Linked DNA regions of Mus musculus: all the other regions are linked to region 3. A link is a contact called in public promoter capture Hi-C data. All regions are on one chromosome and are shown on one strand. The core of a region is the stretch at or near the end of the contact, and the rest is flanking DNA. Distances in the headings are between cores, read along the strand shown.

Region 1 (2,700 bases), core at 160-2,659, 270 kb before region 3:
GTGCACAGACTCTTCAGACTGACCTCAGCATCTGCCAGGCAGGGCTGCCTCCCCTCCTCCACCTGGCCCAAGAATTTTACCCTCATAGTCTCAGTTCTAAGGCCTCTTACAGGAAGGCTCAAACCCTCATCTTTCCAACCCATCCTTGTTTTTGCAAAGAACTTCAGTTCAGCCTAGAGTTGCTCACAGACTACAGCATCAAAGAACATGGAGACAGGTACTTCATCAGTGAGGTGCCGGCCCCATTTCAGAGTGGTCAAGGCCCACGAGGACTGATGCTGGCGTATACAGAAAGTCAGGAGCAGGACCTGCCTGAACCCTACTGCTGTAAGCTAGCACGCGATCCTTGCTCCCAGCCCAACCTAACACCCACCCACCCTCAGCAAACTGGGCTGTCCCAACTTGTTCATATCCCCACGCCAGGAGCTTCTCCAAGTTGTGATCTTTCCAGGAGTTTCCACTGGGGTGGATTATTATAGAAAAGAAGACCTCACATTCCACTCAAATCCAGCCACCGCCAAGCCACTTGCTGCGCCAGTCCCTGCCAGGCCCACAAAATGACCGCTGCCGATGTTGCTGGCGAACAGAGAGGCTCCAACCTGGGTGGCCAGAAATGGGGGTGAGCTAGGCTGCTCCTCCAGGGTCCCTCCCATCCCATCCCCCAGCCCCTCTCACCGGCCACCACACCATGCTCCGTCCTGCCAGGAAGTAGCCACCAACTGTGCCTCTATTGGTTCTGAACATAGACTGGGAAACAGAAGTGGGGGGAAACTGGGATTGGGGCACATCTTTGGACTTCCTTAGCTTCCTCAACACATTCCTCAGCCTTGTTTCAGGCTGAAGATTAACCAGCCCTGGACTCCCCAGACTGCACCTCCTTACCCCCAACCTTCCCCGACACTCAGAACAACCCAGGCCCTAATCCTAGCGCAACTACTGGATCCTAGATATGCCTAGATTCAGCCTAACTTGCCTGGTGACCTTAAATATAGGCTGCTGCTCAGCCATAATACAGACGTGGGAACTGATACATCTCTTAGAGCACTTGTTAGAACACTTGAATTAAAAAAAAAAACCTATTGATACCCCCAGTCTCTTTTGCACAATCCAGAAGGTACGAAGACAAAGAATTAAAATTGGCTTGCCTACTAAATCTAGGTTTCTCCCTCATTATATCCAAGCACCCTTTTCTCCCACTCCTCTCTGAGGTCTCCCTAAATCTTTACCCTCAAGCCCCAGAAGCATTTCCCTATCCAACCCCCCTCAATGTCTCACCCACAAGCCAACACCAATGACCAGCAGGAAATAGGCAGCGATAACCAGAATGTCAGCAGGATTATCAATCAGGACCTTCTGCTCCCCAAGTTCAGAGCCTGCCTCTACGTGTTGCTCCATTCTCTCCAGCATCTGTCCCTCAAGGGGCTAGTCCCTGGATTCCCCTGGGGGAAGGATTAATGGTTACCTCAGGAGCACTGAGCCGACAAGTCCCCCAGGTCTCAGCCTCCTTCTCCAGCTTTATTTAGCTGAATCAGGATCTATCAAGGCCGAAGGCTGGTCCTGGGGCGCTGGACCATTTGGAAGTCAAGAGCACTCCTTCCTGGGTTTAGGATCCATCCTATACCCAGTGTTCCAAGCAAAGTTCCTTCCTGCGTTCTCTGAAAATACACCCTCTAACTTTGATTAGGAAGGTCCAAATCCAACTCTGACAGTGTCCTCCGCACAAGTCCTCCATAGCACCCCCTGACAGTCAGCAGGACATACATGTTCCTCAGCCTGACTGTCACGCATGCCATGCCCTGACTTCTGCCATACAAAACCTAGGGAGAAAAAATCACATTTCCCTCATTCTCCTGCCCTTCCCAACCCAAATATTTTCTACTTTCTCTTTGCTCTATCCTAAAAATTGTTTTAAATTTATTTTTAAAAAATTTTTATGCAATATATTTTGGGCAAATTCTTTCCTCTCCCCCAACTTTTCCCAGATCCCCTCCCCTCTCTGATCAGAAGAAGAAGAAGAAGAAGAAGAAGAAGAAGAAGAAGAAGAAGAAGAAGAAGAAGAAGAAGAAGAAGAAGAAGAAGAAGAAGAAAAAGAAGAAAGAAGAGGAGGAGGAGGAGGGAGAGAAAAAGAGAGAGAAAGAGAGAGAGAAACAAAGAAACAAAGAAAGAAAGGAAGGAAGAATAAAAGCACAAAAACAAACCCAAGCAAACAGAAAACCAAACACGGAGTGTGTTTTGTGTTGGCCAACTCTTCCTGAGCGTGTGGCCTGCCTTGGGGTGCAGTTGATACACCCAGTGTCTCTCCATTGAAAAAAACCCATTTCTCTCTCCTAGTAGCTGTCAACTGCAAGTAGTTTCTTACTTAGGAGTGGGACTTTGTGCCCACATCTCATTTTCCATGCTCAGATTTTATTTGGTTCGAACTTGTGCAGGTCTTGTGCATGTTATCACGGTCTGTGAGTTCAGATATCTGTCTTGTGCATGCTATCACTGTCTGTGAGTTCAGATTTTCATCAGCTTTGTTGTGTCTGCAAAACTCTGCTTTCCTGAAGACAACCTCCAACTCTGACTCTTACAATCTTTGCACCTCCTGTATAGAACCTGCATCTTTACAGAGGGGTGAGATACAAGCATCCCATTGAAGTCTGAGTGCTCCCAAGTCTCTCACTCTCTGCAAGTCGTCCAGTCACGGACAGTCCTGTT
Region 2 (2,700 bases), core at 115-2,614, 470 kb before region 3:
TCCTGGAACTCATTCTGTAGACCACGCTGGCCTCGAACTCAGAAATTCGCCTGCCTCTGCCTCCCAAGTGCTGGGATCAAAGGCGTGCGCCACCACGCCCAGTTGCTCTTTCCTTTTTCACTTTGGGATATAATCCGTTTCTCGTTCAGACTTACTCTCTCCTTCCTAGGCTCATGGAGAAGCAGCCTCCAATCTCCCACTGTACCTGTAAATTCAGGTAGGGTTTCAGTATGCAGCTAAGCAGATCTATAAGCTACCCCAAAGCTCTCTGTTGGCCACCAGACCTTTTCTCTCCTTCAATGAGACAGTGTGCAGCTGGGGGCACGGGAGAGCTGGTTAAGAGCACACTTACAGTGGCTTCCAGTTTGGTTCTCAGCACTCATATGCAGCTCACAACCACTGTTAACTCCAGTCTCAGGCAGGGAATGCCATCCCTTCGTCTGACCCCTAGGGGCCTCAGCCACAAATGTGGTGTACATCCAGTAGATTGTCATGATTCTATCTCCTCTCTTGCTTTAGCATCTCAATACTAGCAGCCCGTGTCCTCCAATACCGAACTCCAGACTGTTTTGGCATGAGACCTGGTCGTTGAGCCTCTTTGCTGTTTTCACTGATTATTAGTTTTTGATAAGGTCTTGGTATCTATTTCTAGGCTGGCCTTAAATCCATTATCCTCCTGTTCAGTAGCACTGTGCGCCACCACGCGAATATTTAAGTTTTAAGTAGGGATTTGAAAGAGCGGTACAAGCCATTTGAATGAGGGGCTGCTCTTTTGCAGCCTTACCCACTAATCCGATGAGATAATGGGTAGCGATCCTTGTGGAACTTGTAAAGCAAGTTACAAGCGGTATAGTCTAGAAAGGCCTATCTGGTTAGAACACGTGCTCAAAGACAAGGCTGGATCTGGTGTTGCCCGATGTCCGCTACATCTCTCCGGGTTCAGAGTTGCCACTCTTTTGCCCGTCGCGTGAGGCGTCGGTTGTTGAACACGGACCAGCAGTTCTGAGAGTAGAGGCGGGCAAGGCCGGCTGACGGGAGAACCACGCGGAGCCAGCACACCGCCTGATCTGCAGTTGAAGAAACCGCTCTGGGGCTGGACGGAGGCGGAGCAGAAGCTCACACTGGACCAACAGAAGAGCCTTAAGATGCTAAGAGCGATCCTGGGGCGGGCCCCGGCGCGAGGCACTCTGGGATTTGTAGTTTACTTCCCGGACAGCTCCTCTCTATTTCGGCCGCCCGCCTTTTATTCCTCGCTCTATCCCGGCACGCCGACTACTTAGTCGCGGCACGTCCTCACGTACGACTACACTACCCAGAAATCTCTCCTTCGCGCTCCGGCAGGCGCAGGGTCTGCCTTGAACTACAGTTCCCAGAAGGCCACTGGAGAAGGGCTTCCCCCACTTTCCCGGGACCGCAATTCCCGGAGACTTGGTTTCGCGGCTTTTCTCTCTGTGTTGGGTCTCTCTTGGACCCGGATAGGTCTTGACTGGCCAGCAGGCCCACAGCGACAACGTGCTCCGTCGTGTCCAGTCGCAGGGTGTACTCTTTGGCCGGGCTTTCTGTCTCTTTAGCTACTTTTGCCGGACAGGCCGTCGCAGCTGGCCTGAGCAGTGACCTGGCGGGCCGCGCCTGCGCCCTGCCGCGTTTCCTGCCTGGCTGGTGGTGGCGGCCATTTTGTTCATCCTCCTCCTCCTCCTGCTCCTCCTGGTTGGAGCGCAGTGTCCGGAGCGGGCTGGGGGGAGCGGACCCGAGAGCGGGGTTCAGTACCTTTTCCTCTGTCCCCAGCCGGCGCCCGGAGCCCCCCTCCCCTTCCTTCCCGCCCCCTCCCCTCCCCAGCCCTGCCCTCCCCCTTGTCCCGGGATCACTCCGTCGCACCCACCATGATGGAAGACGACGGACAGCCCCGGACTCTGTGAGTACCCGAGACCCGGGGTGCCAGGCACCGAGTGGCCCGGGCACTGCGGGAAGCGGAGGGAGGAAGGGAGAGCAGGAGCCCGGGACTAGAAGCGGAGAGCCGGGCGTCGCGGTGGCGCGGCTGTGAAGTGCATTCCTCATCTGTCCCCCTTCCCAGAGAAGGAAGCCCTCCCTTCCCCCCCAAACACAGTCACTTCCTAGGGTCTAGGGCTTGTCTCGACTTTTTCCTCCCGACCCCTTCTTTTGCACACTCTTGCTTGGCTGGGCTTGTGCACGGCTGAGGCTGTCAGGCGCGGGAGAGCTACTGTTCCCCCTGTGCTTTGGGGGCTCCGGGCTGAGCCAGGAGCTGTGGGTCCCTACGGGGGCAGGGCTTGGCGGGGGTGGGACCACTACTGCATCCTTTGGCTTGAACGTTTAGCCTCAGTCCACGTCCTCAGCAGTCCACGTCCTCAGCCTCAGTCGCTCCGAGTCCTTCTCCCCAGTCTACCACTCTTTAACCAGAGGAGCCCCTTGTCTCTTTCTGCCCCACGTGCCCCACGCTGTCAGAAACACCCGCCTAGCGCCTGCTGCTTTTGAAGTGCCAAAGTGATTGCTTTTCGCCACCGTGCACCACCTCTGTCCCTTGGATAACGAAGTTTACTTTGAGCGCTTACTGCGCCAACCTGACAACCAGTTAAACTCCTTTCGCTCAGTTAGTGATGCCGCTTCCTAATCCGTTTGTGCGTCCGGACCATCGGAGTTGGATAAAAGGATGACTGCTCCCGCTATTTGTTACCTGTCTTTTGA
Region 3 (2,700 bases), core at 88-2,587:
ATTGCTGCTGGTATACCATGCCACAAGGATGGACACTCTGTCACCCTGCAAACTTAATCCATAGTTGTAAAGTGTCAAGAGTTAAAACTCTGCTGGTCCTAGTGGCACACACCTTGATCCAAGCACTTGCGATGCAGACACGTGGATCTCGAGTTCCAGGACAGCCAGGGCTACAGAATGGCATCCTGTATAGAGGAGGGAGGCTCCTTAAGCCAGATGTGGTAGAATACACCTGCTATTCCAATTCCAACCAGTCAGGGGGCTGAGCAAAAAGGATCAGGAGTTCAAGACTAGCCTAGCTTACACAACAAGGTTATCTAAAGTAAATAAATAGGCAAAGCATTAAGTGGTGACTAGGTAGCGGGCCCTTGGCACATGCTGGGCATTATAACAACCTCCCTAGCCTCCCCTCCCCCACAAAAGCACAAGAGCTACAAAAAAGTAGCTTTGTTCACTAGCAGCAATATGATCTAGATGGGTAGATGGAGGACTCTTAAGACTGGACTCTCGGAGGAAGTAACATTTAACCTGAGGGTTGAGGAGCCAAGCATTTGTCTGAGAGAGAAGCAATTTCAAGGTTTAGGGAACAGCATGTGCAAAGAATTGAAAAAGCAACTCCAGAGGAACTGAGCTTGAAGATAAGGGTAAACTGGCAGTGTGGTATAAAACAAGACTGACTAGATCAAAACTGGGATGGACCAGTAGACCCCCAGCCATGTTTAAAGCCAGTTAGGAATTCTGGGTACAGAGCAGGCTCCAAGGTCATCCTAACCAGCCCAGGAGTAAGGGGGTAGCTAGCTGTCTACTCAGGTCTCTACACTCCAGTTGTCATCACACTACAAAATATTTAATAGCTGGGGCATTTGGTAAGGTTTCAAGAAGCCTTAGCCCTTCCAACCCAACCCATCATGAGCCCAGGTCCCCCACCTTCTAGCAGATGTGAGGCTGAGAGATGGGAGTGACAAAAACTTTTAGCTGAAAGAAACTAAGGTGAAGACATAGTCACTCTCTTTCGCACTTCATTTTGTCCAAATCTGTGGAATTCAAGGGGCTTAGTGTTCTAGCTGTTAAAATTCTAATATTCAATGGCATGTGAGTGGATCCTAAGATCTGGGGAAACAAAATTTGGGGCGTCTAGATTTCCAAGATTCTAAACCTCTATGCTCCAAGAAACTCAACAGAAACAGGTTGCTTTTCAGCAACAGCTGGTTTGCAAGTAAGCTCTATTGAGTCTCTCAGCATCTCCGGACCTGCCAGAGTAACAACTTAGCTCCACCCTCTGTCCCCACCCCACTTCCTCCACCAACCCACCTCCACCTAGTTTCTTCAGCCTAGCCAAAAAGCCAAGTCTGAAAGTCTTAGGGGCGGAAACCAAAACTAGTTTGCTGGGGAAAGAACAGGAGCTGTAAGAAAAGAGGGTGGGGGAGTCCCAGCATGCCCATCGGCCTAAGCAGCTGACTTCCTGGTCTTGGCGGGCTGGCAGCAGGCAGGCTGCAGCAGGCGAGCAGCAGCAAGAGTAAAAGGTGACCGCGGCTGCCCACCCCAGAGCCATGGGGCGGGCACGAGATGCCATCCTGGACGCTCTTGAAAACTTGTCAGGGGATGAACTCAAAAAGTTCAAGATGAAGCTGCTGACAGTGCAACTGCGAGAAGGCTATGGGCGCATCCCACGCGGGGCCCTGCTGCAGATGGACGCCATAGATCTCACTGACAAACTTGTCAGCTACTATCTGGAGTCGTATGGCTTGGAGCTCACAATGACTGTGCTTAGAGACATGGGCTTACAGGAGCTGGCTGAGCAGCTGCAAACGACTAAAGAAGGTGAGTGTGTCCCCTTGTTCGTCTACCCTCAACTTCCTGCACACCAGCAGAGGCTTGCCTCTTTGGCGCTTAACTGTTCCTCCTGCCATAGCCAAAAAAAAAAAAAAAAAAAAAATCTTCCCTTTGTAGCCTTGAACTTAGCACCGTGGGTGGAGTGGGAGTGAACCCCTGAAAGTCTGTTGATAAAGATCCACCTGGCATTTCTTTGCAGAGTCTGGAGCTGTGGCAGCTGCAGCCAGTGTCCCTGCTCAGAGTACAGCCAGAACAGGTGAGGCCTCCCCACCCTACCACACCCTTGCACAGCCTATCTTTGCCTATGTAGTCATGGTGGGTGGCTTTCCTTGATTCTCCAACCCCTAAAACTGCGTTAGTAAATTTTGAAGCAGTTTTAAACACTGCTTTCACTTCCACCCTCAGGACACTTTGTGGACCAGCACAGGCAAGCACTCATTGCCAGGGTCACAGAAGTGGACGGAGTGCTGGATGCTTTGCATGGCAGTGTGCTGACTGAAGGACAGTACCAGGCAGTTCGTGCAGAGACCACCAGCCAAGACAAGATGAGGAAGCTCTTCAGCTTTGTTCCATCCTGGAACCTGACCTGCAAGGACTCCCTCCTCCAGGCCTTGAAGGAAATACATCCCTACTTGGTGATGGACCTGGAGCAGAGCTGAGGTATCTTTTCCAGCTACATTATCTAGCTCCTGACTTTGTATACACAATTTTTGAAAAAACAATTTGTATTTGTGTTTACTCTCTGGGATGTTTTTGCTGAGCTAAGCTACATTTCCAAAGGCCATATGTGGCCCAGTGGTAGAACATATACCAAACATGCACAAATCAGTCTCCAACACCTAAATTCCACAGACCCAAGTTATGGCT

What was found. Promoter capture Hi-C pulls out the DNA fragments that hold promoters and counts their contacts. Capture Hi-C pulls out chosen DNA fragments and counts their contacts.
Region 1: a promoter capture Hi-C map of adipose tissue shows a contact between it and region 3. The contact joins the promoter of Slc5a2 here to the promoter of Pycard in region 3. A contact is called at or near these places in 5 of 39 promoter capture datasets (the HPC-7 cell line, embryonic stem cells, liver and 2 more), 1 of 15 datasets of contacts at CTCF or cohesin (large pre-B cells), 2 of 115 datasets of contacts at active chromatin or transcription factors (bone marrow-derived macrophages and pancreatic cancer cells) and 5 of 9 other capture datasets (adipose tissue, embryonic stem cells, liver and 2 more).
Region 2: a promoter capture Hi-C map of hematopoietic stem and progenitor cells shows a contact between it and region 3, with 3 times the contacts expected there. The contact joins the promoter of Tial1 here to the promoter of Pycard in region 3. A contact is called at or near these places in 9 of 39 promoter capture datasets (the C10 cell line, the SN4741 cell line, embryonic stem cells and 5 more), 3 of 484 Hi-C or Micro-C datasets (cerebellum, embryonic stem cells and pre-B cells), 2 of 115 datasets of contacts at active chromatin or transcription factors (effector CD8 T cells and embryonic forebrain) and 2 of 9 other capture datasets (adipose tissue and liver).

Annotation. Positions count from the first base shown.
Region 1 is chr7:128,264,392-128,267,091 of GRCm38.p6, reverse strand. Slc5a2 (solute carrier family 5 (sodium/glucose cotransporter), member 2) reads right to left here and starts at 1,409. Exons shown (of 14, transcript NM_133254.5): 1 at 1,276-1,409; 2 at 676-747; 3 at 495-599. The coding sequence starts at 1,395.
Region 2 is chr7:128,460,337-128,463,036 of GRCm38.p6, reverse strand. Tial1 (Tia1 cytotoxic granule-associated RNA binding protein-like 1) reads left to right here and starts at 1,364. Exons shown (of 12, transcript NM_001347640.1): 1 at 1,364-1,912. The coding sequence starts at 1,881. Gm32816 (a long non-coding RNA gene) reads right to left here and starts at 1,317. Exons shown (of 4, transcript XR_378509.4): 1 at 785-1,317.
Region 3 is chr7:127,992,504-127,995,203 of GRCm38.p6, reverse strand. It overlaps Pycard (PYD and CARD domain containing), which reads left to right and starts at 1,337. Exons shown (of 3, transcript NM_023258.4): 1 at 1,337-1,821; 2 at 2,033-2,089; 3 at 2,239-2,700. The coding sequence starts at 1,551. The coding sequence ends at 2,492.